Regions from separate parts of the Mus musculus genome. Here region 2 is linked to region 1. Evidence: chromatin contacts called from public Hi-C data. All regions are on one chromosome and are shown on one strand. Each heading gives the region's core, a stretch centred on a gene start, on an enhancer-like site or on the middle of the called end of the contact. The rest is flanking DNA. Distances are from core to core; before and after follow the strand shown. Region 1 overlaps Col25a1 (collagen, type XXV, alpha 1). Region 2 overlaps Gm36373 (a long non-coding RNA gene).

Region 1 (7,533 bases), core at 2,256-4,755:
TTGCAGTACATAAAGCTGAGGCTATCCACTGCTGCTTCCTCCATACATAATTTAAACTCAGTGACTATGACAAGAAAATGTCACAGTCCTTGCTCTTCCTGAGGAAATTGCTTACTTTCTTGTGAAAATAAAATATATGAAGTCTTCAAAAGATAGTTTTCTCTCAGGTTAAAAGTTTCTATGGATTTTCACGATGCCTCTCAAGGTTGAACAAAGGATAAAACAACAACAGAGAAGACAAAGCAAAACATTAAGAGGGCACATTAGTTTGGCCTTCATCAACGTCAAGGGCATCCCAACTAGGCAGTCTTCAAATCTCCCTCATGGCAAGCAATTTTCAGTGTTTTCTAAAAACCAGATTTTCCCTCCATGAGCTGCAGTGTTTAAATGGAAAATTAATCTTCTGTCTTTAACAGGATTGGGGGTAGGGGGAATTATACATTTCACTGAAGTATAAACGGGGCCCTGGCATGGCTGTCTGGCTATGAAATAAGGGCTCTATGAACCTTGATTAGGAGTATTAATTTCCTTAGAATTTGAGTAATTCTGAATTGCCTCTTTGGAATATCAAACCTTCACTAAAATGAAACATAGGAAAAGTTGCATGGACCCTTTGGGGCAGGAATTGTGATGTCTTTCTCATACAGAGGCGTAAAAGGAGGGCAGAAAATGCAAAGACGTTGACAAAAAGCTACACAGCACGTAGGTAGTGGACTCTTATTCTTAGCTACTTTGTAGGTTTAAGAGGTCCTAAGAGAGACAGGAAGATGGGTGAGATGAAAGACCATGTATAAGTCTGATCTCTTGGTCAGAGCTGGGATCCTTGTGCGATTTCAGAACTCAGTCCAGGGTACAGGGCATTAAAATATTCTGGAAGAGGAGTACATGAGTCATGAGATTTCTAAGGGCTAGATCCAGATTTCAGAGAGAGACAGGAAAGTCCCAAGCTCAGCTTCCAGTCCCCTGGGAGGGCTGGGCCAGCTCTGGGTTTTGTTAGCTCCCAGAGTGGCTTTGTTCATCTCTGTAGAGGTTCCAGACTGGAGAGCTTGTAGGTAGGCATGTCAAGTGCACAGACACACCAGGCTTACTTGTGGGATAATGTTAGATGATGTCTCCAAATAATAAAAATGTTATGGAAATAAATATACACATGCAAAGAGACGTGTATATGCAGAAGGATATGTGTATGTATGCACACACATAGGCACACACATACACATACACACATACACACACATACACAAATACACACACACACACACACACACACACACACACACACACTTTTCCTTATTTCTGATCCCCTTCATTATTAAACAGCACAGCAGAAGTTAATAATAAGAGTATAGGAAAGTCCATTTTGTTCCCAAGTTTGCTTAATGGTGAAAACTTTGTTCTTGTTCAGAAGGTTTTAATATGAAAACTTATATATGCTTATATATTTATATAAATAACTTTTCTTAATCAAAGAAATAGCATATAGTACCCAGGACCAGAATGAACTAGTGTGTCCTGTTTGAATGGTAAGTAGGGTATCTCCCTTACATCTGCTACAGTAACTTAACAAAACCGAACACATCCAAAACTCTTACAGCGGAAATGTTTTAGTCTGGGATTACCGCTTCCCTAAAGTCAACTCATTTGGACATTTGCTCCTCGGCTTTCCTGTATTTACATATAAGAATATTAATAACATATCTGCCTATGACTCTAGTAGTGTTCTGTGGCTCTAGTAGTCTTCAAATTATGTGATAAATGCTACAGTAAGCAGAACTTACCTTTTGCCCATCCATGCCTGGGGTCCCAGGTGCTCCAATGGAACCCTAAAAATGCACATGATTAAGTTACTATCATGATCGTGTAATATTTCAGCTCCAAATCTGTGTGACATTTATTAGTCAGACACAGTTTTGCATGGCTAAGACATACTATAGCTTCCATGCAAAGGTTTTTAAGGCTGTGTTCCCTAGACGTTATCCACTGTGTTCTGGTATTTAGTAACCTAGGCAGATCCTCATACTTTCCTAGAAAGTAGAGACAAACTTTAATATTCTTTCCAAATATTCACTTAACTCTAACACAATTTATAGAATCTCATATAAATTGAAAGCCATAACTTTCAGGGGGCCACATGGCTCCAAATTTTGTTTTAAAGACATAGATAATTTAGTTCCACCTGGAAAAAGCTGAGGAGTCGCAGCAACTCTTGAACTTGCCAAGTTTATAGAACACAAACAGAAGGTAATTTAAAAAGCAACTGCTTATACTACTACAGGAGGCCCTTATGCTAGAGACTCAAACTGATTATATTTGGATCATGTCCCCTCTTGACTTTCAGGAAGTATTTTTGTCACTTAAGTATTGACATGGCTTCTAACGGAGACTCACGAAAGCATCACGAATGTGTAGTGACCCAGAACAATGCGACTCTTATATGTTGAATATGAAGGTCCCTGAATACGTAAACATGAGCACATATACCCATTGCCTGGGGATGAATGGCTCCATACAGAGGGCTCAACTTACAGTAGGAAAGCCAGTGACTACCTGGTACAATCCATGACACTTAAATAAACACAGGGAACATTAATAAATATGTCATTTACTCCTTGCCACTTCTCTTTTTAGGCTCTAGACAAGGTGTGTGTGTGTGTGTATACACATATACATATATACATATACATACATATACATATGTTTTATTTTTTTGCTTATTCTTAACATAGAATAAGAAAACAGATTTTTCTTAGTTCTATATTAAATTTCTATTATAATAACGGGACAACGATCTTATTAAATAGCAATGATCATCATGAAACTGCTCTAAAAATAGCTCACTGGAAAAAAAGTATACGCCAAACAAATTGAGCTGGCAAGTTCCTTAATTCATCCCGTGATCCTGCGGTGTGGGAACTAAGGGAGGCCTTCAAGTCTGGAGCCGGCATTTTATCCTGGTTGTACGTGGATCAGGCTAGCTTTACAATTTCACACTGAGCTTAATAGAGACATTATTGCAAGGGACAAACTGTTCCGGTATGCAAGACGCCTCACAGTGCAGGGGCTCCGCCTTGGTTCGAAGGATTGTGTTTCACCAGATGCCACATGCCTGGCACTTGGGGATCAAAGTCTCTATCTTTGATGGAGTCCAAAGACAAAGCGCAATCCCCTTCCCGCATGTTACCGCACAATGGTTTTCTAGAACTTTCTGCAAGTTGAACATCCTCTCCCTCCCCGTTCAGGGTGGGAGGTTATTATATTAGTGCATGGGGCTTCCTGGTGTTCAATGGCAAAGCGCCACCTATCGGCTATTGCCGTATTTACTGCAGTACCATTGGTCGGGTCTCAGAACCCTAGATCCTCCCCTTTAGAATGCCATTTGTTGACTGTGGCTAAGGCTGAAATTATAATCAGGAAGTCACTTTTCAGTTTGCCTCAGCCAAGGGGACACTGAGTGAGCCAAGCAGCGCAGCGAAGCAAGCAAGGAGCATATCCTCTCTTCGGGTCAGCTCTGTGGCCACTTGGCAGTTACATATTTGACCAAGGCCAGCAATCAATTTGCAGTGTCACATGATCCTCTATGTTGTAAATGCTGTCAGAATGTGTTACCAATATTTGCATTAAATATTCCATAACCTACAAGTTCAGCTCAAGAAGCCTTTCTGGGCTTACCAAATAGTCTCCAATAAAGAGAGTGGAAATTGAAGGCATATTCTAATGTATAATAGCAGGACATTTTTTAGAAAGCAGAATGTACAAAGGAGACCGACTCTCTCAGCATGGCTTATGGTTGCTAATTCCACACAGTTCTCTTGCTTTCCTTAGACAAAGGAGTTTAAGTACTTTCTCAGCACTGATAAGCACAGCCTACCTTTTGTCCTGGAGGCCCCAGAGGTCCCTAAAGAGGAAAGAACAATTCAATTAACATAATAATACTTCCATTTAGGCTTAGATAACCAACTAACCAGCAATTCTATTCATCAACTAACAAGCTGTCCTATGCTGTAAGGTCCCCTAAAATATGCTGAGAAGAAAATTTCTCCGTTGGAAATACAAAATGTTTTTTTATAAAAATACATTAATTTTAGAAAACCATTAGTTACATACAAGAGGGATCTGATTTCTTCTTTTGGGAAGAAAATTCTTGGGGTCCCAGTGCGTTTCCTTCATGATATACCTACCAGTCTATTAAATCGGCCACATTTGGAGGGCTGAGGATGTTGTTGCTAGAAGCAGTTAGAATGCAATACAGTTCCCAAGAAAACAGACACATTCCAGGGCGCCTCCATCTGTAAACCCCTGAGAAGCAGTTTTGCAAGGAAGGCGCTGCAGAGAAGCGTGCTATATTTTGCTCTTAGGAAACGTGGTCAACTGACCCGCACAAAATCTGGTTTACAAACTCGGGGAGGCCAAGGCTAATGGCAAGCACCTGGTGCGCACCTGAAGAGGGAACAGGGAGGTCACCAGCAGTTGTCAGGGTGCAATCTGAGAGGCGGGCAGAATACAGTATTTAGTGAGATGAAGGGGGATATTTACTTAGAAAATGTAAATGTGACAGTTACGAAATTAAGCAGTCCTTCAACCACAAAGTCAGTGCTAGGATCTGTTGGCTTAATTTAGATGAAGGCATGGCTTTCCGACAGTGGGGGGGAAAAAACACCACAGAGCTACAACCTTATTTCTGACTCCTTATGCTATTTTTAAATAAAGATATGGGGCATTCATTTTAGTATACATTTAGAAATGTACTTGATTTGGGTGTCTTTAGTGAATTTATAGATGCTACAACTTCACACAAGAGCTCTTTGGTCCACCACATGACCCTAAAGGCTTATTTTCATTGTGGGACATTTCCGTTAGTCAGCATCTGACATTCATACCCTGTAACATGACATAAAACATGAGCATGACTATTGGGGGAGAAGGGTCGTGAATTTTAAAAGAATTAAATAGACACAGTGTTTAGAAACACCCAGAGAACCTGCTCCCCACCTCTGTTCTGATCAGCCCGCACAGGAAGCCTCATTTCCTCTCTAATCAGCCTCGGGTTATTGGATGTGGGTTGTGTCATACCAACTTTTATTCCTGGATGACGTACAGCCAGAACCACCGACTGGGTTTTTAATAGGCTTGCTATCTGCAGTGGTGGACATTCTCTCTACCCATCTTTCCCCCTCCGTTTGAAATTTCTCCAGTTTAGATTTTGCAAAGAACAGTAGACCATCAGGTATAAAACCCCTCCAGATTAGATCTCTCATCAACCCAAGGCCACACGGACCTCAGAGGAAGAGGAGCCCCTCCTCCGTGCAAGGCCAATTCATCAGGTAGACTCTGGAATCCATCCTTGCCTCTGTCCCAGGGGATGGCTCCCAATCAATTACCCCTGCATCTATATCAGCTTGCCCTTCTCCACCAGGTCTTTCCGGCTAACACATAAACATGCTTAATCATTTCCTCACGTATGTAAATTGTTTGGGAAATGGATGTCAATGCTAACCAAGGACAGAAGTTACAAGCTGTGATAGGGGATCCGAGAATGAAGACAAGCCTTGGGTTTATCATCGTCCAGGATCCCAGGCTCTCAAGTGTCTCCTGAGTGTTTCCCTTCCAGACAAGTGGGGCTGGAAAGGAAATTCTATGCTGAGGAGTGCATTCAGTCAGTGTTTAGACAGAGGATGTATATGTTCAATTCACAAAGGCTGCATTCTCATTGTAAATGTAACTCTGCTAAACATCGTTCACTAAAATTGGGTATTTCATTTCAGGGAGGTATTTAAAAAGAAAATAAGAGAATTTTCCATCATGTTTAAGTGGAGACTAACATCCATGGCATTTCTAATTTGGTCTTTGTTGCATGGCCATATTAGATCAGACTTAGAACAACTAATCACATAAAATTAGACTAACATATTTTAATGCAAAACCAAATAATCAAAGAAATTGAATATTTTTCCTCTCAGTTTAGGAAACTAGTATTATTTTTTGTAAACTCATAAAAGCAGTTTTTTATGAAAAAGATTTACCATTAATTTTGAATTATGACTACACATCTTATAGATTATTTGCAATTCCACTGCCAAGATATATGCTCAGTTACCAAAAATGTACATATAATTCTTAAATCTGACTGCAGGAAAAATGGTAGGGGGCCAACTGTCATCCTTACCAGAAGGCAATCAGGAGGAAAGCTGAATACAAGGTGCAGACATACTTTTCAGTAAATATATAAACATTTGTGCATAAATACATATACATGCACACACATACACACACATACATACTCTCAGTTTAACTGCACTAAACAAATTTTTTCTTACATATGTCTTAAATATATTTAAACTGATGATACTGTTATATATCTGTAACAATGCAGTAATTAAATATAAACTTATAACTTAAAGTTTCCTGTTCAAAATCAATTTGGAAATTAAGGCATGTTGTTACCAGCTAGTTAAGACATGTGCATCTGATTAGCCCTTGTTTCTGGACAAATGTAAATTTATAAAATAATAGGCAATACTATAGAATCATTCATTAGCTTAGCTAATCTTTTTTAAAAAAAAACTGTTGTTTGTAGTATGTGTGTGTGCATATGTATATGTGTGTGTATGAATGTGGATGCATGTATTCTATGATAAATGTGTGGAAATGAGAGGAAAACTTTCAGGATTCATGTATCTCCCACTACATGGCTTCTGGGAGTTGAACTAAAGCTGTTAGGCTTGTGTACAAAATGCCTTTATCTGCTGAGCCAGCTTGCTGACTCAGCCTGTCTAATCTTAAACTTATACTTTTAGCCTGAATAATGGCTTGGATGAAGGATGTCATAAATGCATTATTCTCTAGTGAACACAATGTTTCTTTGCACTACTAAATACAGGGTTCCAGTAGTTCAAGACTTCTAAAGTAGTTCTATTTAGTGTTATTTTAATAAAACAGTTTTCAGAATAGAGTTATAATCCATTTGGTCCATTTTTCTTTGTATAGTGTTTCTTAGACACTTTTCATGGCAGGTTCACTTATACTCTGAATATTTTTTTATACACAACCAAAATGGAAAGTTGATTTTTCAAAATAATGTTTTAAAATTATAAGCTATGCTATGTGTAGATTACCAACACATTAAGGCATATTTCTTTAAGTTCAATTTGAGATATCAAGTGTAATTTGAACCTTGAGACATCTTCATGTCCATATACATATAGCATATACATATACATATAGCATTCTGAGTGCTATAGAGTATGTGTTTTTTGTTGGAAAATTCTTTGCAGTAGAAATAGCTTCATTTAAAGATTTAAAAGTCATAGAAAAAAGTGTGGAACACCACTATTATTATTAATATACACCAAACATCATTTTCATGATCTGCCAGAAAATACAGAGAATTAGGCAAAACAAAATTTAGAGAGATGCTTATAAGTAAGAATTGTATAATATACTTGATTGTCCTTGTTTACCCCAACTCTACTAAATTCCACTGTAGTGATTATACTCAATCTTCAGTACAGAATGAGCAAATAAAGTAAACAAATG
Region 2 (6,640 bases), core at 1,667-4,166, 190 kb before region 1:
TTGATCCGCACATGCCATTCCTCTGACTTCCTGTAGTTAATCTCAAGGGTTTTCACTGTTTGCTTTATTTCAGTGAGCGCCATTGGTAGAGGGACCAAGGCTATGCAAGCCTCATGGTAAATCAAGCGCATAGTACACACATCACCAGGATAGGGCTTCTTTCTTCATCCAAAATGCTGAGTCACGTAAAGTTTTATTTGACAGTAAACAGGCTTCCAACTAATTGATCGTCATCTGTGTCACTTGCGTTCCATGAACACTTAGTGAATTGACAGTCACCGTGATTTTTGACAGCATTTGTGTTTTGTTCTATTTTGTAACCTGGGTCACTTCTTCTAAAACAAACAGTGCCAGGCTCTGTTTGTCAGTTAATAATCTGGGTCTGTTACTGTTTCATGGATATTGGCAGAAAACTTGAGACTTCTGGGTCAAAGACAAAGGACTTTGTTACAGCGGAGCAAGCAGCGTGGGGACAACACTCGCCAAGCCCCACAGGGTAGTGATAGATGCTGCGCACATGGGTAGCTGGCTCCTAGCTGCAGAACACTGAGTTTAGTGATGTGCTGTTTTATAGTGTGTGGAAGGGAAGGGAGGCAAACCCATACTTTGTCCAAGAGGGACAGTTATCCATCAATGTGGTGGGCTGCAAAGACAGCCCTAAGAAGTGGCCTGGGGAAAGAGCAGCCACGGTGTCACATGCCTGGCAAGAAAGTGCAGGGCTCCTCAGACCCCATAGCTCTGGCCTTTCCCTATTATAGTCAGATAATTGGCTTTGACACTAGTTCACTCTTAGAAGCCAGCCCAGACAGGCTCAAGGCCCTGCTGTGTCCCTTTCTATGTGGGAATTTAAACAAATACTTTCCATTCCCTTCTGTCTTCTCTTCTTTACAGTGGTGCCACCCATCCCATTGATTGGCATAGTGTTGTATGCTGTCCCTCGGCCTACATGAACCGGGTACACCCGGGAGGCAGGCTGGGCTGAAAGACACTTAGACTTCGAGAAAAGATAATGAAGCCAAGACAAAGGTTCTGATCAAGGCCCGAGAGTTTACTAAGAGACCTTGCTTATAAGGGGGAAGCCCCCCTAACCCCCGCCAGTCCATTCTTGGTGCCTGGAGCCATTCTGCCAGCACTTGGTCGCCAGGCTGGTTGCTTATTCAGGAATGCCTCAGGAAGACAGGTTCAACCTCTGTTCCTTCTGCAGGTAGCAGAAGAGCAGGGCAGTTGTCACTTCAAAAGGAGCCAGCCAAGTTGGAAAGCTGCACCGCAGGTGGCTCCACCTCATTGGCGACAAGGTCTGTGCCAGCCCGCTTCAGGCTGGGGGAGGCTACAGCCTAGGATAAAGGAGAAACTGCAATAGGTATAGAGGGCTGACGTTGTCCAGAGTCTTCGTGCACCTATCACCACTGACTTGCTCTGCTTACTGGGCAGTTTACTTGAGTGCCTGTGTTGCTTCTGTCCACGGAAATGAGGGATACTTTGTAACGCACGTTGTCATAGATGCTCAGGGGACTAAGTTTATCTCTTCTAAAGGATTCTGACAGTTGTGAAGTATTCTTTCAAGTGCACGTGATAGGACAGTGAAGATATAAATCCTTGCTTTCATGGAGACTACATTTGAGAAGGGGAGATATACCCCATAGTGTGATGTGGACAAACATGAAGAGAACTGAATCCGGGTGAGGATATGGTGATCAAAAGCTTATACAGGCAAAGTTTTTGTCAAACGCGGTGTGCTCCTGTGGTTTGTCTGAGTCCTAGGAGTGGCCATCGGTGGCTTGAATTAGGAGGAGCTTTACCCCTGGGAAGCTAGGCATGGACAGTTAGGTATGTCATAGGAAATGGAGACACATTCATGCCAAGTTGTGATTTGATGTCACACTTAATGTGGAGCACTTTTAGATCCTTCAAAGGACTCTTCAAGTTGATTGTTTTAAATCCAGGATGTAAGAAGAGATACTGAGAAGGGGGGAAGCTTTGAGTACCTGGCCACAATACTGTTCTCTATGTGACATTTCTCAGGGACGCTGTTCTTCACGGAAAGATGCAAAGAGGCCAAAGAGTTCAGAGCCGTGTAATAGATGAACCATTTGGGCTTCTACTGACATGCTTCCTGTCTGAGAGAAGTGATTACAGTCAAGTGTTAGCATCCAGGGCTCCATACTCTGAATTCTGTAGCTCAGCTGCTCTGCTCTGAATCCATCCACAGAGGTTGAGTAAGCCTAGGGCAGCTCTACAGGGGCTGGCCGGCAGCTTTTATCAAGACTATCAGAGATAGAACACAATAAGCTATGAAAATGACACACACACATACACACACACACACACACACACACACACACACACACACACCAGCAGGACTGGCAGAGATAGTGTTCACAAAAGCTACAAATGCAGAGGGACAGACAGTGGAGGTGACAGCAGAGATGACTAGATAGCCAGTCTACCATGACTACCCTGAGCAACGGCACAGGGCTGACAAGTTGGTTGCTAAGAACACTTCCTCTTCTGTCCTTGGTAGAGTAATCAAGGCAACTTGACCATGCAGGCTGAAAGAGCCCTGTCATCTGGTCTGGATGATGCTGGTCTACACCTGACTGAATTTGTCCTCTACAGTTAGGTCAAGAACAGAAGGGACAACAGTCAGTCTTTCCATGTTCTTTGTTGTAGGTCAGGACAGACACATGAGCCTGGTTCAGAGAGGACTACCCTGGAGGAAGACTGTAGAACCCCCCAGTGACGAGCGGTTACCACGATTGAGCATGCCGGCAGACTTAGGCTTGGGATTTGATTCACAGCCCTGGAAGCTGCTCTGGAGCCCCTTTAAAGGAAAAGGCTGCCTCCAAGACCGCTTTAGACAAGAGAGAGTGTCCAGCTCAGGCTCCTGGCACCGGTTTCTCCTGGCTGCAGAGACCCTTTGTAATTGAACTCACAAGGGAGGAGGAGGGAGCAGGATTGAGCTGTGTTGGCCAGTTCTAGTCTGGAGGAAAAGTGAGGCTGCTTTGTGTTAAGTAGGGAATAAACAGTAGAAACTGATGTATTCGCTTGATATGTCTTCAAATTAGGTACTGCTGAAAGCCGGGGTGACCTAAGTCAGCAGGCACGCTGGGGAAGGGCAGCTGCTTTTCCAGGCCTTTGGCTTCTTCAGCAGTTAGAGGGTCAAGTGTGGCCTCTGAAGTCCCAGTGACAGCAGTCTTGGAGTCAAACGGGAAAGCTTAACAAGAAGGTACCCTGATCACTTTATCCCAACCAGGGACTACCACAGGGAAGAGTTCCTCAGGACAGATCAAATGCCACGAGTATAGAACATTATATAAAGTTGATATATATATAACAAAAATCAAGTTTTCACCAGAGCTTTGAAACAGTGTTCAGGTTCAAGGCCGTCCATGAACAGCTCTCATTTTGAGTTCTGTTGGTGACTAAGGGTCCCAGAAGCAGGAGCAGCAATGCAGAAGTTTTTGGGATTCTGGACCCTGATTTCAGAAAGCAGTTTGTCACTCTTAAAAACACGTTTCTTCCTGTCTGTCTCCTCACTCTCTGCTCAGTGTTCTCACTACTGCTTGTCCACCATTGGGCTTGCTGTATTGTGCTGAGTCAACCTGCAAGTCTGTCTATACTTCTAGACTTGTCTTCAGATTCCAAGCAAGGGCCATGTACTGCGTGTGCCTCCATCACACTGTGCATGGGGGCAAGGAGTTCTCTAAATGTTCACTGAGTGTTGAATGATATATAGCTTAAATGTTTATGCTCACACTGATTGAGAGAGAACTACGAGAACAGAGAGTCACAGTCACAGAACAGCCGGTTTCTTAAGAATTTGCTGAACTCTAAATAGAAATGACCAGTTGTTGATCAACTGGATTTGGGTACCAAACAGAGGCAAAGTCCAATCAAACTGGCATCTGGTAATGTTGTTGACTATCAGAGAAGGAACAGAATCCCATTTGGGTCTCTCAGGTAGTTTAACAGTGAGATTGGCACACAACTGCTGGAGAGCCAGGCTTTCTTGAGTACATCCCTGTGTTCTGCAGGAAAAGAAATTGACAGCACATGATGCTGAGAAGCTGAACAGAGGGGCCATCTCCAGGGGTGATTCAGCAACACTGGAACCCTGTGGGCTGTGGAGGTGCCCTAACCCACAGCAAAGACAGACTTCAAAACCAATATGTAGATTTCTACAGTTTTAGTAACACAACAATTTTGATACACTCGTCTATTCATTTCCGTATTCACTGACATATTCAGCATACACACACACACACACACACACACATATATGGCACTTCTTGCCATAGGGCTGGAGAGATAGTTCAGCTGATAATGTGCTTATGCTGTAAGAACAAGAACATGGAGTTCACCTTCAGAAACCAGGTATAAATGCCATGTGTGGTGCATACTTGTCCCAGTGCTGGGGACATAGAGAGAAGGTCCCGTGGCTCCCTGGCCAGCCAGACTAGCCTAACTGCTGATGTCAGGCCAATGGGAGCTTCTGTCTCAAAGGAAGCAGATGACATTCTTGAGGATGATGCCTGGGTTTCCTTTGGGTCCTCCACACACTTGTGCACAGATATATATGCACACTTGTACACAGATATATCTGCACACACATGGACACACAGAAAAATTTGGTATTTTCATGAAACATACATTCTAGTGTCAAGACAAACAACGAAAGAATTAAACTTGAGCAGAAATGATAAGTGCTATGGAGTAAAGAAGAAAAGCCAGACCTGACTTGAGGAAGGTGGTGACATGTGATGATGTCCCCAACAGCTTTAGGACCTCCTGTGATAGGGAGCGAATAAGAAAGGGAGTTTGTCTTGGCAGTATTTGAGAGGAAAGTCTGAGGAGGAACAAAGATGAAGTTCCTGGAATCAGTGTGGCCTGGTGGGTACGAGCCAAGGCGCAGGGGGGAGGCCAGCATGGCTGGGGTTGGTGGGAAAGGTGGTAAGTAACAGGAGAGCGAACCCAGGATCTGTCACAGCGGTCTGGCAGGGTATAGCAATGACTGGTTTTTGCTTCAGTTGCGAGGGGAGGCCTTGGAGTTTTTTGAACAGACATCTTGGCTTGAGCTCCAACAGTACGGATTTGACTGTTGGGGTGAGAATGCCCTGTAAGGACAGTGGTGGGGACTAGCTGCAATAACAGAGATGAACGCTGACCAGAGCTGAGACAAGGCTGGGCGTTAGGGAGGCGAAACAGTGATCTGTACCAGAGACGGGTCAAGAAAGAGGCTGAGATTAAACAGCTAGAACCTCCGGGGGGAAACCTAGGCAGTTGGGTTGTTCTGGGAGCCAAGTGAAGAAAGTATTTAGGGAGGAACGAACTAGCCAGGTGTCACCTCTCTGCCAGGTGGCATAGCGTAAGGACTGAGAAATCATGAGAGCTGCAGTCAAGGCTGGCCTTAAGAAGGGCAGTTCCAGAGAACAAGGGAGGCTTGGGTGTGAATGCAGGAGTGATGGAGCGGAGGAGAGACTGGATCAGGGCTTACACAATGCTGTCAAGGACTTCTGCAAAAAGATGCAGAGCAAGGAGTGCCAGTCTGAGGGACAAGTGAGGTCTGAAGGATTATTTCCAGGTGGAACAAACAAGCAACAGGCATGTGCCAGGAGATGATTGGATGATACAGGTGACAAGAAAAAGGCTGGCCCAGTGTCTTAAGGCGGGTGACAGACAGCACATGTGGCTCACAGAGGGAGGAATAGGGACAGAGTTCACAGTGGTGAGTGGTCATGGAAGTCCCCTTGACTGCTTGCATTTCTTCAGGAGAGCAGGAAGCAATCATGTCTGATCAGAAGGAGGGAGCGAGAGATGCGGTTACAGATGGAAGGAGACAGCACCATGGAGCCATTTCCCACCAATAGCAAGACTCTTCCACTGGTTACAGAGTTTAGGGATGGAACAAGAGCAAACGTAGGTAGAGATGGTAGAGTAACTGTCGTTGAGGATATTTTAGTTGGCATCAAATGACCAGAATGAGGGTAGGAGTCTCAGGTCTCTCTGAAAATTTATGGAAACTTTTGTTTAGAAGGCATCTTTAGAAATAAATGTAGAATCCTTGTTGTGGTAAAGAAAATAACTCTTTACATGTAAATAAATAGAATTAGTTACATTAACCTACCCTAATTTATGTGATTCTTTCAGAACTCTATTCATCAGAGAGAGAGAGAGAGAGAGAGAGAGAGAGAGATCACAAAAAAGGTGAAGGCAAAAGAAACTACATTCAAAAAATTTGATCTAAAAAAAATTCAAAATTAAGAATTCTTATCTAATGGACTGGGGGAAACGTCTGTCTTTTATAAGCACTGAAAGTCCTCAGCAATCCCAGTATTCATCCACTCTCAGCACTCCAGGAACTGCTGGGAAATTGCCTCATTAACCTTTATATTACCCTTGTGGGGTCGGCAAGAATTTGATGAGATTTCCATTCTCTACAGTAGGCAAATGGAGACAGGGAGATTTGAGGAAAATTGTAGACATAGCTCAAATATAAATATTTGACTCCTGCGAGAGTATAAGAATGAATTCAAGTCTATTAATCACCGCCGTTTTGAACCTGTATCATAGACCTCAAGACGAGAAAGTCGCCTTAGAAGAAATGGTGAGAGGAAGAAAAGGAAAATAAAATCTAGCGAGC

What was found. A called contact is a pair of places that touch in the nucleus more often than the background predicts.
Region 2: a Hi-C map of muscle stem cells shows a contact between it and region 1, with 3 times the contacts expected there. The contact joins two enhancer-like sites. A contact is called at or near these places in 8 of 484 Hi-C or Micro-C datasets (cerebellum, forebrain, liver and 3 more) and 1 of 115 datasets of contacts at active chromatin or transcription factors (intestinal villus epithelium).

The regions. Positions count from the first base shown.
Region 1 is chr3:130,490,688-130,498,220 of GRCm38.p6, reverse strand. Col25a1 (collagen, type XXV, alpha 1) reads right to left here. Exons shown (of 38, transcript NM_029838.4): 11 at 3,869-3,895; 12 at 1,779-1,823. Among named protein-coding and RNA genes, the nearest start is that of Etnppl, 120 kb to the left of the region's middle. Within about 2 kb of position 3,505, at least 4 of the 459 cell types and tissues checked have an H3K27ac peak or open chromatin away from gene starts, as enhancers often do. A contact at or near this core is called in muscle stem cells, where this site is marked.
Region 2 is chr3:130,678,672-130,685,311 of GRCm38.p6, reverse strand. All of the region lies in intron 1 of Gm36373 (a long non-coding RNA gene), which reads left to right. Among named protein-coding and RNA genes, the nearest start is that of Gm36373, 11 kb to the left of the region's middle. Within about 2 kb of position 2,916, at least 20 of the 459 cell types and tissues checked have an H3K27ac peak or open chromatin away from gene starts, as enhancers often do. A contact at or near this core is called in muscle stem cells, where this site is marked.